Linked DNA regions of Rattus norvegicus: regions 2, 3 and 4 are each linked to region 1. The links are chromatin contacts, called in public Hi-C maps. All regions are on one chromosome and are shown on one strand. The core of a region is the stretch at or near the end of the contact, and the rest is flanking DNA. Distances in the headings are between cores, read along the strand shown.

The links. A called contact is a pair of places that touch in the nucleus more often than the background predicts.
Region 2: a contact with region 1 is called in a Hi-C map of liver, with 3 times the contacts expected there. The contact joins two enhancer-like sites. A contact is called at or near these places in 3 of 12 Hi-C or Micro-C datasets (liver and mammary epithelial cells).
Region 3: a contact with region 1 is called in a Hi-C map of liver, with 11 times the contacts expected there. The contact joins two enhancer-like sites. A contact is called at or near these places in 2 of 12 Hi-C or Micro-C datasets (both in liver).
Region 4: a Hi-C map of liver shows a contact between it and region 1, with 8 times the contacts expected there. The contact joins two enhancer-like sites. A contact is called at or near these places in 5 of 12 Hi-C or Micro-C datasets (hepatocytes, kidney, liver and 1 more).

What each region holds. Positions count from the first base shown.
Region 1 is chr2:35,075,173-35,078,309 of GRCr8, reverse strand. No RefSeq gene overlaps it. Among named protein-coding and RNA genes, the nearest start is that of Pik3r1, 380 kb to the right of the region's middle. Within about 2 kb of position 1,464, at least 4 of the 93 cell types and tissues checked have an H3K27ac peak or open chromatin away from gene starts, as enhancers often do. A contact at or near this core is called in liver, where this site is marked.
Region 2 is chr2:34,666,104-34,669,024 of GRCr8, reverse strand. All of the region lies in intron 2 of Pik3r1 (phosphoinositide-3-kinase regulatory subunit 1), which reads left to right. Among named protein-coding and RNA genes, the nearest start is that of Pik3r1, 30 kb to the left of the region's middle. Within about 2 kb of position 1,359, at least 18 of the 93 cell types and tissues checked have an H3K27ac peak or open chromatin away from gene starts, as enhancers often do. A contact at or near this core is called in liver, where this site is marked.
Region 3 is chr2:35,505,255-35,508,477 of GRCr8, reverse strand. All of the region lies in intron 1 of LOC102546726 (a long non-coding RNA gene), which reads left to right. Among named protein-coding and RNA genes, the nearest start is that of Cd180, 83 kb to the left of the region's middle. Within about 2 kb of position 1,602, at least 17 of the 93 cell types and tissues checked have an H3K27ac peak or open chromatin away from gene starts, as enhancers often do. A contact at or near this core is called in liver, where this site is marked.
Region 4 is chr2:35,546,477-35,549,451 of GRCr8, reverse strand. No RefSeq gene overlaps it. Among named protein-coding and RNA genes, the nearest start is that of Cd180, 42 kb to the left of the region's middle. Within about 2 kb of position 1,256, at least 10 of the 93 cell types and tissues checked have an H3K27ac peak or open chromatin away from gene starts, as enhancers often do. A contact at or near this core is called in liver, where this site is marked.

The sequences.
Region 1 (3,137 bases), core at 215-2,714:
TTCAGGTTTGAGGCCAACTCTGTACTGCTGAGTTCCTTTAGAACAGGACAAAGGAGACACTGAGTCCTCTGGTAAATCCTGCTGCTGCTTCCTTATTACTACCTGAGCTTTGTACCACTGCTCATACCAGTGCTGCAGTCTCCACCATTTCTCTCCCTGTAAACAAGTCAAGGTAGTTAACAGGAAAGTCAGGCCAATTCAGTGGGCTTCATCATCAGGGAGAGAGCAAAGGAAGAGGAGAAGCGATAAGTTTGAGGCACATTTCTCAGGATCCTTTGAAGGAGAGTCTAGCTTGGGTGGGGTTGCATGACAGGAGAGAGGAATCACAAATATGAAGCGTGATGAGACCGTTCCAGGCACTTTGCCTCATACAGAACATCCGCCATTGCTTCTTTGGATATCCCCTCGTTATCTCACAGGTGAAGAGAATGCAGCATCTGGACTTGAGGTAAGTCTTTTGAGCTTTCACATCCAGATGTAAGATTTCCCTGTATACAGAATTTACAATATAAACAGGAGCACCACAAGAAGAAGTGAAAACAAAAAGACTTGTCCCTCCCTCTGCTGGGTTTGTTTGACCTACGTTTTCACATGGAACTGTAGCACCCAAGTTCAGTGTTGCTGGCAACCCAGAGATAGTCACAGATATTTCTAGGCTAATTATCTAAATTGAGGGAAAGACTCTGTTTTTCAGTACTGGACTATGGCATCATAGGTTTTCTATCTAGGTTGTATTTTGTATTTAAATATGTTTTCTTCCTGAAAGTCACCCTGAGTCGTAGCGTAGCTCTGCAGTGGCGACCACCTAAACACATCGTCTGACTTCGAGAATTCAATCATGGGCTTCAGAGTGCACTGCTGCCTTTGCTTTAAGAAAAATAAGCAAGAGTAGAGAAAAACAGCGGACAAGATATTTCTTCTTCAAGATTCTATTTGTCATCTAGACCTCTGGAAGCAAAGCACTAGATAGGCTTCCCTGAATAGCATGATTAATTAGTTCCTCAGACCACAGTTACTGCATGTAATTGGGGTGCCTTTTCATTTGATTTCCTTTGTAAACGGTTCTACCGTTCTCAATTTCCTTCGTGCTCTTGTTCTTCCTCTTAGAAGTGTAAGTTTAGCAAATCAGCCTGGGTGAGAGGAGATTGTCTCGGTGGTCTTCTGTCATCATAGAACACCACAGACTTTTTCTATTTTAGGAATGAAATGCCCTTGAGGGCCAGCCTTGTAAGGTTTATAATTCCCCTTGGTGGCCACACACTTCATGATCCTTTCAAACATAGATCTCAACAGGAAAGAATGACTTGATAACCTGTCAAATAGTTCCAGGATCTGCAAAGATACCACGCAGAAGCTGTCTTATCACTGTGAAAACGTGTTCTATTCTCTGACTATCATCTGAGTTCATCTTCCCTTCTGCTTTACACCTCTGACCTTTGCTACTGCTTCTCAGTAAGAGCTTTCAGCCTAGACCACAGAGAACGTGCTGTGTGTTCTATGCCACACACTGTATGTTACCTGTGTTACACTGCACATGGGCATCTGGGTGTGCCAGACCTCAAATATGCTACTAAGGCTTCACTATGAACCACCAGTAGTTGTCAATCCTGAGATTCACCTGAAAAAATCCAATTCCAGCATTGTGGCCAAATTTAAAGCAAGCATTATTAAATATTAACTATGGACCAAGAGATGGACTTTGGCCAGACCCAGTCCCTGGAATTTCCCAGCCAAAATGACCCCGAGTCACATGTAGCCGAGGCTTATAGGGATAAACCTATAGGCCACTGTACTTTCCCATGAGGCTTTGTTATTTTCCAAGAACCACAACTCCCAGCATTCCAGGAAGTTACCAAGTTCTTGACCTATTGAGGCTTACAGGCTAATTTTGAGCATTAGGTAACATCTCCAAATCCTTCGCTTTTTTTCTCTATAGTGGGTTGGTCTGATGCTGCTTGTATTTTAATGCTATTACTGGTTCCTTAAGACCCCAGAGGTGAGAAAGTCCACATGTAGATCCAAGTGACATTATGTGACCTTGCTCCCAAGTTTTTTCTGATTGGTAACTAAAATTGCTGACAGCCAATAGCTGGGCAGAAGAGACGTAGGCTTTTCAGGATGGAGGTCAGAGGAGAAACAGAAGGCAGAGGGGAGAAGGTAAACAGAGGAGAAGCTTCCATGGGTTAGGTGAGTCATAAAACTGTGGCCCTGAGAGCTGGCCAATTGGAGTTAAGAGCAGCCCAGATGAAGTATAGTAAGTAATAACTAGTAGTTATCAATAGGAAAGTAGATTCTAAGAGCATACAGGGTAGATATCTGCCCAACTCTTGTGCTGGTTGAGGCTTATTGTAAATAATAAAAGTTGTGTGTCCTTTACCTGGGAACTGAATGAGCAGGGCAGGTTCAACCTCTGAGTTGGGGTTAAATGATTTCTCCATTTCCCCATTATGCCTCAGATACTGTTAGCTCAGCTCAGTTCCATTTCTTCTTTAAGAGGTATTTCAAAAGTGTGTTTAACTCCCGCACAGTGGTGGCACTTTGTCTTGTACTAATTTACAATCATTTTAAAAGAATGATTGTCAGATAGAGCCAAAAATTTCTTTTAAAGTATTGAATATATGAGATTATATGTAATGTCTGTGATGTGCATGATTATTAATCATATATGTACATTAGTGCCATGCAGACTAGAGTCACACTAAAGCAAAAGGGGTGTAATGAAGTAATTGTTGGGGAAGTCTATAACTTTTTCAATATAGGGCTAATCACACTTGTGTCTCCATTTACTGACTGCTCCTGAGACTTACAGATCTCTCTTATGACTTCAAACCAGAGCCGATTGTCCAATCTTCCACCGGCAGAGATTCAATTATAAGTAGAACCATAGATGAATATGTTTAGGAAACAGGACCAGCAGGTACGGAGCAGCACAGTGAAACCTTTGAAAAGTCATAAGTTGGTCTACTGTGGCCCAAATTCATCTTTTTGTTTTATTGTTGTTTGTTTGATTGTTGTCCTGACATCATCCCCGAAACCCACACAGTACAGGTAGGATTTCTGAGAACTAAAATGAACCTAAAATTGTGTCCTAACAGTTTCATTGATTTTCATTAATCATTCAATTCTTCCCTCTAAAT
Region 2 (2,921 bases), core at 110-2,609, 410 kb after region 1:
AAGTCCCTTACCTAAATGTGTCATAATTAAGGATGTTGGGGCTTATTTATTTTAATTAGAAATATTAAGCGCAACTCAGTGGGCTTCATGGAAAAAGTTTTTTTCTAATTGCATATTTTATCTTGCGTCAAGTAGTAAATTAAATTTTTGTGGGTACAAAAAAGACTTTTAGCTCTAACCACAATCATAACTCATGCTAAATATATTAATGTTGTGTTGATTGGCTAACTAACTGCTTTGGGATAGTTAAACTGGTGAGACCTATTGTTTTGTTTTGTTTTTTTTTTTTTTTAGTTTTTCCAGTAATAGTGACAAAGCAATCAGTGTGCTCTGGAGAAATGTACTTGTTTGAATTGTTCAGATCAATACAAATGACTGGATACAACTCGAGGTAAAGAGCAGTGCTTAGACTGTGTTTCCTTTAAAATTCTGTCTGATGCTATTGCATTGTCTCTCCCATGGGTTTTACAGGGTTTCTGAGAAATCCAAAGTGGCAACTTTCTCAGCCTCTTACACAGAGGCAGAGTGGGTGAGCAGGCTCACTCACAGTTCGTGGTGGGATTAAACCAAGTTGCTGGCTTCAGGTTGACTCTCAGACTTAGCTGTTGTCTGCCGGATAGAAGACCACATCTCAGCGTCCTCCGTGTATAGCACTGAACAAACCTTGTCACCCATCTCGTTTTCTAGCCAAAGAGAATCCGTAGAACAAAGCAATCAGACAGCTCGAGAGCACTGGCCAATCTCGATTGTCTTTGACAGTTCTCTATTATAGTAAAAACAAACCCGTTCAGCAGCAGGAGCAGTTTTCTGGGAATTTGTACAAATATACTTTAGAGAAAAAAAAAAAAAAAGACAAACTGGTCGGGTTTTGCATCATTTATCATGTGCGAGTCCTTTAGGTCAGGTGGAAAGTGCATGGGATGAAGTCGTAGGGCCATCGGTGAGGCTGGTGCACTTTGGTTCCATGTCCCCTCCTGTTGGTCTTGCTTACATAGTGAACTTGTGAACGAGCCAGGCATTAAGGACTTCCAGTGGCATTCTTGGCCAAGAGTCCATCTTAGTCACTGTGAATTATTTGTTGTACGTCCTAAAGATGGTAATGTCCATACATAGCCCTGGCTTTCTCATCTCTACAGTAGGCTCACTGAGCAAGGATGAGCTGTGAGGGCGCTCTCTCCGTCACACCTCGAGTCCCAGAGGACCCGAGGATTTAAAGCTCATTGTTTAATGATAACACTCAAACCAGAAGGACACATAGAACACAGACACACACAACGCGTCTCCGACTTAAGTGATCTGTCTGAACCGGAGGAAAATGAAAGGGGTTGAAATCGCCCGGCCACAGGAAATGAAGGCCGAAGGCCAGTTTAAACAGCTGAGAACTGTGCGAAGCAGTAGTTCATGGGAGATAGCGAACACTCTGTCGCTCTCTTTGTGGGCGTTCCAGGAAGAAACAAAGTTAAATGACAGCAGAATTAACCATGGTTAGACCAGCTGCCTCTTCTAAAAATCGCTCCCTCACCTGAGAGGTCCCCTCCTTGTAGACAGAGAAGGAAGGTAGACAGAGCCCCCTGTGTTCTGTGGCAAAACGTGTTTTCTCCAGAGCTATGTGCACGCTCCCCCAGACACAGGCATGCCGGAACGGTTTAGTTTCTCAACACAGAGTCTTCATTTATCATTGAACAGAGTCTTGTTGCTTCAATGGTGCTTTCTTGGGAGTCTCTATGTCCTCCTTCGCCTGCTTCACTAGTGTCTCATTTTTTTGTTTGTTTCTTGTTTTGTTTTCCAGGACTACTCTTTTTATATAGTCCTAGGAGACTGACATTTACACACACTCTCCAAGCTTACCTTTAAACTCATGACAGTCCTCCTGCCTCAGCTTCTCTAGTGGTAGTTATTATAGGCGTATGCAGTCAGGCCCAACCATTTGTGCCACTTAAGTGTAAACCATTCCAAGGGCCATGGATTCTGTTAGGCAGAGTTTTGTAGACTTCGTGCTATTTCTTCAGAGGGCACAGTACTGGCAAAATCATGCCCAGAAATGCAGTTCTCTTCTGCCTTGTCTGTTTAGTCTATTTCTTTTTGAGGAAAACCTTCGTTTTTTTCAGAACTCCATTTTCCTTTACAAAGCCAGAATTGTCATAGCAAAATAACTTAAAAATATTTTGTTTTCTCGTTCACTAATTCATTATGAAGTAGCTCATTAGTTAAAAAAAAAAAAAAAAATGCAGGACCTTGGAAGGAAGAGGAAATGCTGGCCTGCTCTGACGCTGGTTCTCTTGCCCAGTAGAGGTCGCCATCTATTGGTCAAGGAGAGAAATAAACGAAACGTTTGGCCCACATTCCTGGTGGTATGATGGTCACAGGGAGGTTGTTTTGGTAAAGCTCTTGGCTAAAATGTATGAAAATGCACGACTCACTAGGAACCTAAAGCCCAGGGTTTTGACTGATCATAGACGGTCTCTGAAAGTCATGACAAGGAGAAGTGGCTACATAGCTCTTTTAAATGCATATTTCTTAAGACCGCCAGAATTCCACTTTAGTGAAATATTAAATGGAGTTTTAATTAGACAAATTGATGGCCGATTTTGTAACTCTGTGGTTGATTTGGGCTTCCTTTCTTTCTAGCCTCTGGAGTCTGGTGTTTCCTGCCTAGCTGACTCGAGACAGGCTCTGTAGAATGGGCAAACTGGTGACTCTTGATGCTGGGGTCTCGTTAACTTGACCATGTGCAAGGTTTAAGTAGTGGCATCTATGCATTTGGCTTGGAAAATTCTCAATCAATTGCAAACAGGGGAAAGAGTTGCTTTCCTATTATTAGGTGGAGAGGCACACACACGCACACACACACACACACACACACACACGCACGCACACATGCACGCACACATGCATGCACACGCATGCACGCACGCAATGAC
Region 3 (3,223 bases), core at 353-2,852, 430 kb before region 1:
CGACTAAGTATATAAACTATCTAGAAGGAGAAAGGACAGAGGCAGGCGATCACCCCCATCCTAGGATAGTCACCAGGCCAGGTGGGGGAGGAGGAAGGGGTGGGCCTGGTTGTAAGCAAGGGCAAAGAACTGATGAGCGAAAGTAGGGTTTTAACACTGGAGGCTCAGCCAGGAGCCTATAGATAGATGGCTTGTAGGGAAGAGGGCTTTCCACGAACATAGGAGGACCTGAGTATGAATCTCCAGTAAGCACACAAAAAGCTGGGCAGGACTTCACATGCCTGTCTCTCTAGCATTGGGGTGGAGACAGACAGATCCCGAGAGTTCTCTGACCAGCCAGCTAGCTTGGCCTAAACTGGCGAGCTTCTTATTCACAGAGAGGTCCTGTTTCAGGAAGTAAGGTGGGTAAAAGTAGAGGAAGACTTCTGATTGGCTTTGGCCAATGCACTCGATGGGCGTGTGTGTGCACATCAGTACACTGTGTGCTGATCCCACATGCCCGCACACCTGGGCCAGCGTAAATGCTTCTGGGAAACAAAAAGCTTGCAAAGGAAGCGCACAGGCTGTTCCCTTCATTTCTGGATGAGTTCCTACCATACCAGTTCTGCTCCTTGTCTGGCTATGGTCCTGTTACAACATTAATGTGAGTGTAACAACACTTGTATGACATCAGAGAATTCCTCGCAGGGAGGTATTCTGACATGGCGAGGAAGAATAATTTTCTTTTAGCTTTCCAGATTCAGTTGGGACCTGGGAGCCAAATCCGAGTCTGGAACTTAACACGTGCTTCCTCTAGGGTCCCCTAGATGGGATCCCCAGAAGACGTTGTGTACAACCCTTCTGGTTCTGAGGAACCATGCGTGAGAGTATTCAGTGGAAAGGACCTGAAAGTCATGGTCGTAGCTTAGGATGGTTACTGTATGTGCTCCAACTTGTCTGACATGGCCTTCCCTTGTTGGCACACACCCAGCTAGCACTCCAACGATCCGCCTCTTGTTCTGTGTTGCCATTGGCGCTGAGCAATGACCAAAGCATGCTAGATAATGATTAGTCTTGGAACGATTAGCATCCTATGTACTAGGGTTTTTTTTTTTTTTTAAAGACTTATGTAACGGGTGTTCTACTTTTTCCTAGAATCTTTGCCTCTCTAAGGACTCGCTATTGCATGTGAAAAAAGAGAAGGGATCCAAAAATTTAAAAGCACATTGCAATATTCGATTAACACTCCTAGCCAACTGATAAACACATGGTCTGTGCTCTGAAATCTGCAGGAGCGCACACAAATGCTTCTAGGGGCCTTTTGCAACATAACTGCTGACCCTTTGGGCCTGGATTTCAAGAGGACACATTAGTTAGTGGCAGGGTGGTGTGTGACCAGTGATGGGTCTTGGCCCCAGGACAACTTGGAAGGTTTGCCACTGATTTGGAAAGAACAGCAAATCTGTGTTCTGAACAGAGAGGGGGAAAGAGGACAGAGTTCTCGGCGGAACACTAATGAGAATAAGATGAGACCACTTCAAAAAGAGGCCCAGTCAGTGATAGAGGAGTGTGTGTGTCCATGTGGCTGGTTGATGGTTGACATCTCCACAGGGTCATGGTCATATCTAGAGCAGACTGACTGGGATCAGTGGGCGGATCACTCTGAGATCCAGGCGGCTGTCATCAGAGCCTGTGTGCAAACACAAATGAGGCTTTGTGTACTTCTCCAGGTTTCTCAACATTTTGATCTCTGGCTCCTTTAGTTTAGGCTTGAGTGGCAACAGACGGTGTTCAATTCCCTGTATGTTGGACGCGAGATATCAGCAAGAAGAGTGAAAATTTCCTCGAATGATCTGCAAGTCCACAGAAAGAGGAATGGGGTGGGGGCAGTGGTAATATGTTTTATAAAACATGGTGTGATCTGGTGGAAACTGGCGAGAGGGGGTGTCTTAGTGGGCCCATGCTGAGGTATTCCTCCCCGCCCTCCACAGGTATCAGCCATACAACAGGTCTACTATAGATTCATCTGTTTATTTTGGACATGGGAAGGGAGTCTGAGAAGGGAGTAGAGGCAGAGACAGAAAGGGCACAGAGAACAGAAAGAGAGAGGGGAGAGAGGCCTGGAACATGTTGGGAGAGAGAGAAGATAGGGAAAGAGGTAGGGAGAGGAGAGGAGAAAGAGGAAGGGAAGGGAGGGGAGGGAAGGGAGGGAGGACCGAATAGGTAGAGAGAGTCCTTTTATACCAGGCTGGTATATCTGGTTGCTAGGTAACCATTGGGCGAAGCTAGAGGAAATATGACCAAATGGAGCTAGGAATTATTGTACCTATCTGACTTTCTACTTTCTCATTTTACAATGAGGTGCAAGTGAGGTAGAGTAGTAGTAGTAGTAGTAATAGTAGTAGTCGTAATAGTAATAGTAGTAGCAGCAGCAGCAGCAGCAGTAGTAGCAGCAGCAGCAGCAGTAGTAGCAGCAGCAGCAATAGTAGTAGCAGTAGTAGTAGTAGTAGCAGCAGCAGCAGCAGCAGCAGTGATAGTGGTAGTGGTAGTAGTAAAGGGTTAAGTGCTCTTTACTCATGATCCCCAAGCCACTGAAGTAGATAGTACTTTGCTATATCTTTGAGGTAAAGACCTTTTCCACCTTACAAGGGGTCTGCTCCTCTTAGCACTTTTCCAGGAGTGGTCAGTGGCTGCCCAGATATCAAGAGCTCCCGGATTAGACTGATAAATACCTCCACTTCTCACATAGGAGGCTGACTATGTGTGACTTGAGGGTTACTGGGATGTCCTCTGGGGGGGGGTAGTTGTGCCGACCATCTGCCCATTTCTGCACTGTTTTTATTGTAATGTGAGAAGCATGACAGGTATGTGAACTTCTCTGTCTCACCCTCATTGTCTGATCTCAGCTGGCTTCTCTTGAGCAAAACAACCAGGAAAGAGGAAATAGGAGTCTTGAGGCTCTTTAGTGTCTGCCAGTTCAGATTGTGTCTGGCTCTCTACCCCTGCAGGATCTCAGCCAGCCATGTTGTGAGGCCCAGGAAGGCTTTTGTTCCCAGCCAGTCACTCATAGAGCCTTTAAACGTAAAAAAAAAATTATTGTATGTATGCGTTGTGTGCGAGTGTGCCTATGTGTGTGTGTGCATGCATGGGTGTGAATGCAAGGGTGCATATACCAGTGCAAACATGTGGAGGTCAGAGGACAACTTTGGAGTCAGTCCTCTTCACTGTGTGATCCAGGGATTGA
Region 4 (2,975 bases), core at 7-2,506, 470 kb before region 1:
TAAAAACACGTCTCCGTAATTCTACAGCTGTGCTTAGACGGTAACTGAATAGTAATGTTTTGATCACAGCTCCACAGATGGTGAGGCTCCAGAAGACACATGTCTCTTCAGTAGAGGGGCTGTGCATGAAGCTGGGCTTATCAGTGGGCTCTGAGTACTTTGGGGTGCGTGTCTAGACCTGTGTGTGTATATCTTTCTTTAAAATGGTCTCTCTCTGTCTCTGTCTCTGTCTCTGTCTCTCTGTCTCTCTCTCTCTCTCTCTCTCTCTCTCTGTGTGTGTGTGTGTGTGTGTGTGTATAAGTGTATATGTGGAGGCCAGAGAGGGTTTCAGATGGCCTGAGGCTGGTTATAGATGGTTGTAGGCTACCCTACTTAGATGGATGCTAGAAACCAAACTTGTGTTTTCTGAAAGAGTAGATAGTGCTCTTCTTGAACTATCTCTTCCTCCCTATATCTATTTTTCTACAAGTACACAGTTTCGATTCCAATGGAATTACTTAAATATCACAGTTCTTGGGTCACAAATAGGAAAAGAAGACTTTGGAAATGAAAAGTATGGCGGGCAACCGGTTTGGCACTGGAGACAGAAATCACATCATTTTTGTACCCTGTGCCCCTGGAAAAGGCATACGGTCATTCACCAGCTGGTTTACAGTAGAGGCAAAGCCAGAGTTCAGGCTTTTGAGTCCCTTCTCAGGGTCTTTCCAGATACTACACTGCCCTTCCTGAATGGCCTTTCTGCTGAACTGGAGGTCAGTGAGCTTTCCTCATGTGAGGGCCCAGGCACTAAACAATCAGGGCTTTGCAGGCAGCGCCGCTCTGGGGCAGCTACTCACCTCTGCGTGGAGTGAAGTCGGGTGTGGGAGACTAATGTGAACGATCAGGAACACGCTCTGAAAAGACGCAGTCCTAAACACAGGAGAGGCCCTGACTTTGGCCAGTGGGTCACCCTTTGTCGGTCCAAGTTTCATAGCAACATACGGCAAATTCCGCTTGGTGATCACCCAGGGGCCATTGGATCTTAGAGAATTAAAGTCTCCAGCCTGACGCTGAGAGTTGCTATGACATGGCGGTCCCCGCAGGACCGGGCTTCCTTCCAGGTTTTCATATGCACAGACTCCGAGTCAGCATCCAGGAGAGGGGGCCTGGCCCACTCTAGTTTCCAGAAGGAATCGAAAATTCTCTTCCTGTGCAGATAAAGGAACAATTATACCACAGGGGACTTACTGGAAAGTAAAGCAGGCTCACCAGGAAGCAGCAGGAATCTGCTTCTCAGTCATATTCTCTGCAGTCTGGCCCAGAGTCTGCCAGACCCGGAAAGGTCAGCTGGGATCACTGGCAGACTTGGAAAACTTCCAGAACCTTCGCTCGTGGGATGACGCACGGGGGTTTGTCAATTTCCGTGGCCCACTCAGGACTTCCCGTGGCTCATCCAGCTATCTTATCCTCTTCAGGTTCAAGCACACGGGTCTCTATAGTTTTATCCTCTGCTGTTCTGTCAAAGCTACGCCATTTACTGTGTACAAATGTGACTTTTGAGTCCTTTACCCCATGCTTTCTTTGCGGATTTCTTGTCGACGTTTGAGAAAGTAAAAAGCAATTGTCTTTTACAGAGAAGGTCAAAGCTAGGAGTTTGGGCGAAACCCAATGTCTATTGCAATGGGACTGGATGTTTATCTGTGTGCTTATGCATACGCATGCGTGCAGAAAGTTATGCATGAACCTCAGCTTGCCTGTTAAATTAGGTCACCTTTTCCAAAACCTCCACTTAGGGAGGGCCCTTTCAGCAGCTTGGGGGCTCCTAAATAGACGAGTGACTGCATCCTGCCTTGTTAATGTCGTCCCCAGGCATCTTTCCCTCTCCTTCTCTTTCATTTCTACCATGTAACATTATCGCGTGGCCTGTTTCAAATTTCTAAGGGACAAGGGCTTACAGAAGCTGGATGGCACTTTCAATGGGTTTAGTTATCTAAATCTTAAAACCTATATTCCATGCTCACCTGCCTCAGTTCTGGAGTGTCCACACCTGTCGTTGCACACGAGTTTCTAGTGTAACCAAGCCTTTGGAGTGGAAGTGGTTTTGGGAGAGAGAGGGGAAGAGTTGAAGTTATTGTTTTTCCCACGTAGCATTTTTTCCCCTGGGGATAGGAAGGCCGGGACTCGTGTGAGGCTGCAGAACCCAGAAGGGAAAAAGAAAAGAATATTTGATTATTTCTTCATAAACAACCAATTCCTTTAGCACCTGGCTGTGGTGCCTGCTGCTGTGAGGGGGATATCAGTGGCTTTAATATTCCTTTCATGGTGTCTTGGAATCAGTTTGTCTGCTATACCCAGCTCTGTGGCTTTCAGACCAGAGCCAGCCCTAAAAAAACCACGGCAGATGTAAAAGGAAAGTTTAGTCAGAATGCTTTCAGTTAAAGCCTGCTTCAGCAATTCTCCTGTCCCCATGGGGTTTCTGCACACAACTCTAGCCAGTCCCTTTCCCCAAGTCCCTGGATGAGGGACATATCCCTAAGTGTGCATGTAGGTGCTACTGTTCTTACATGAAGACATTTTGTAAAAAAGTTTTTAATGGTCTAATTTTGCTTGAATTGCCATTATTTTCAGTAGCATCATTGGCAAAGAACAACTCTTGAATATTAAGTAGAAGAAAAGAGGAAAAAATAACAAAGGAGAAACAAAAATCTCAAGCAGAATCTGGACAAGGAAGCTGAAGTTGGGCTGGGTGTAGGAATTCGATGCGGCTCATTACCACAAGGTGGCGCTATGAAAACACCGCATTTTCAAATCCCGGAAAAAAAAAAAAAAAAAAAAAAGACAAAAAAAGGGAAAACAAAATGAAAGAGCCTTTCATGCAGAAAATAGTCTGTGTCAAGAGCAGAACAAGCAAAGCCATGCTCCAGCAATGCCTGTGTAGTCTGCCGTATGCATGTGGGTCCCGGCTGGAACCATTTTAAGGGGTAATGTTATAGGGA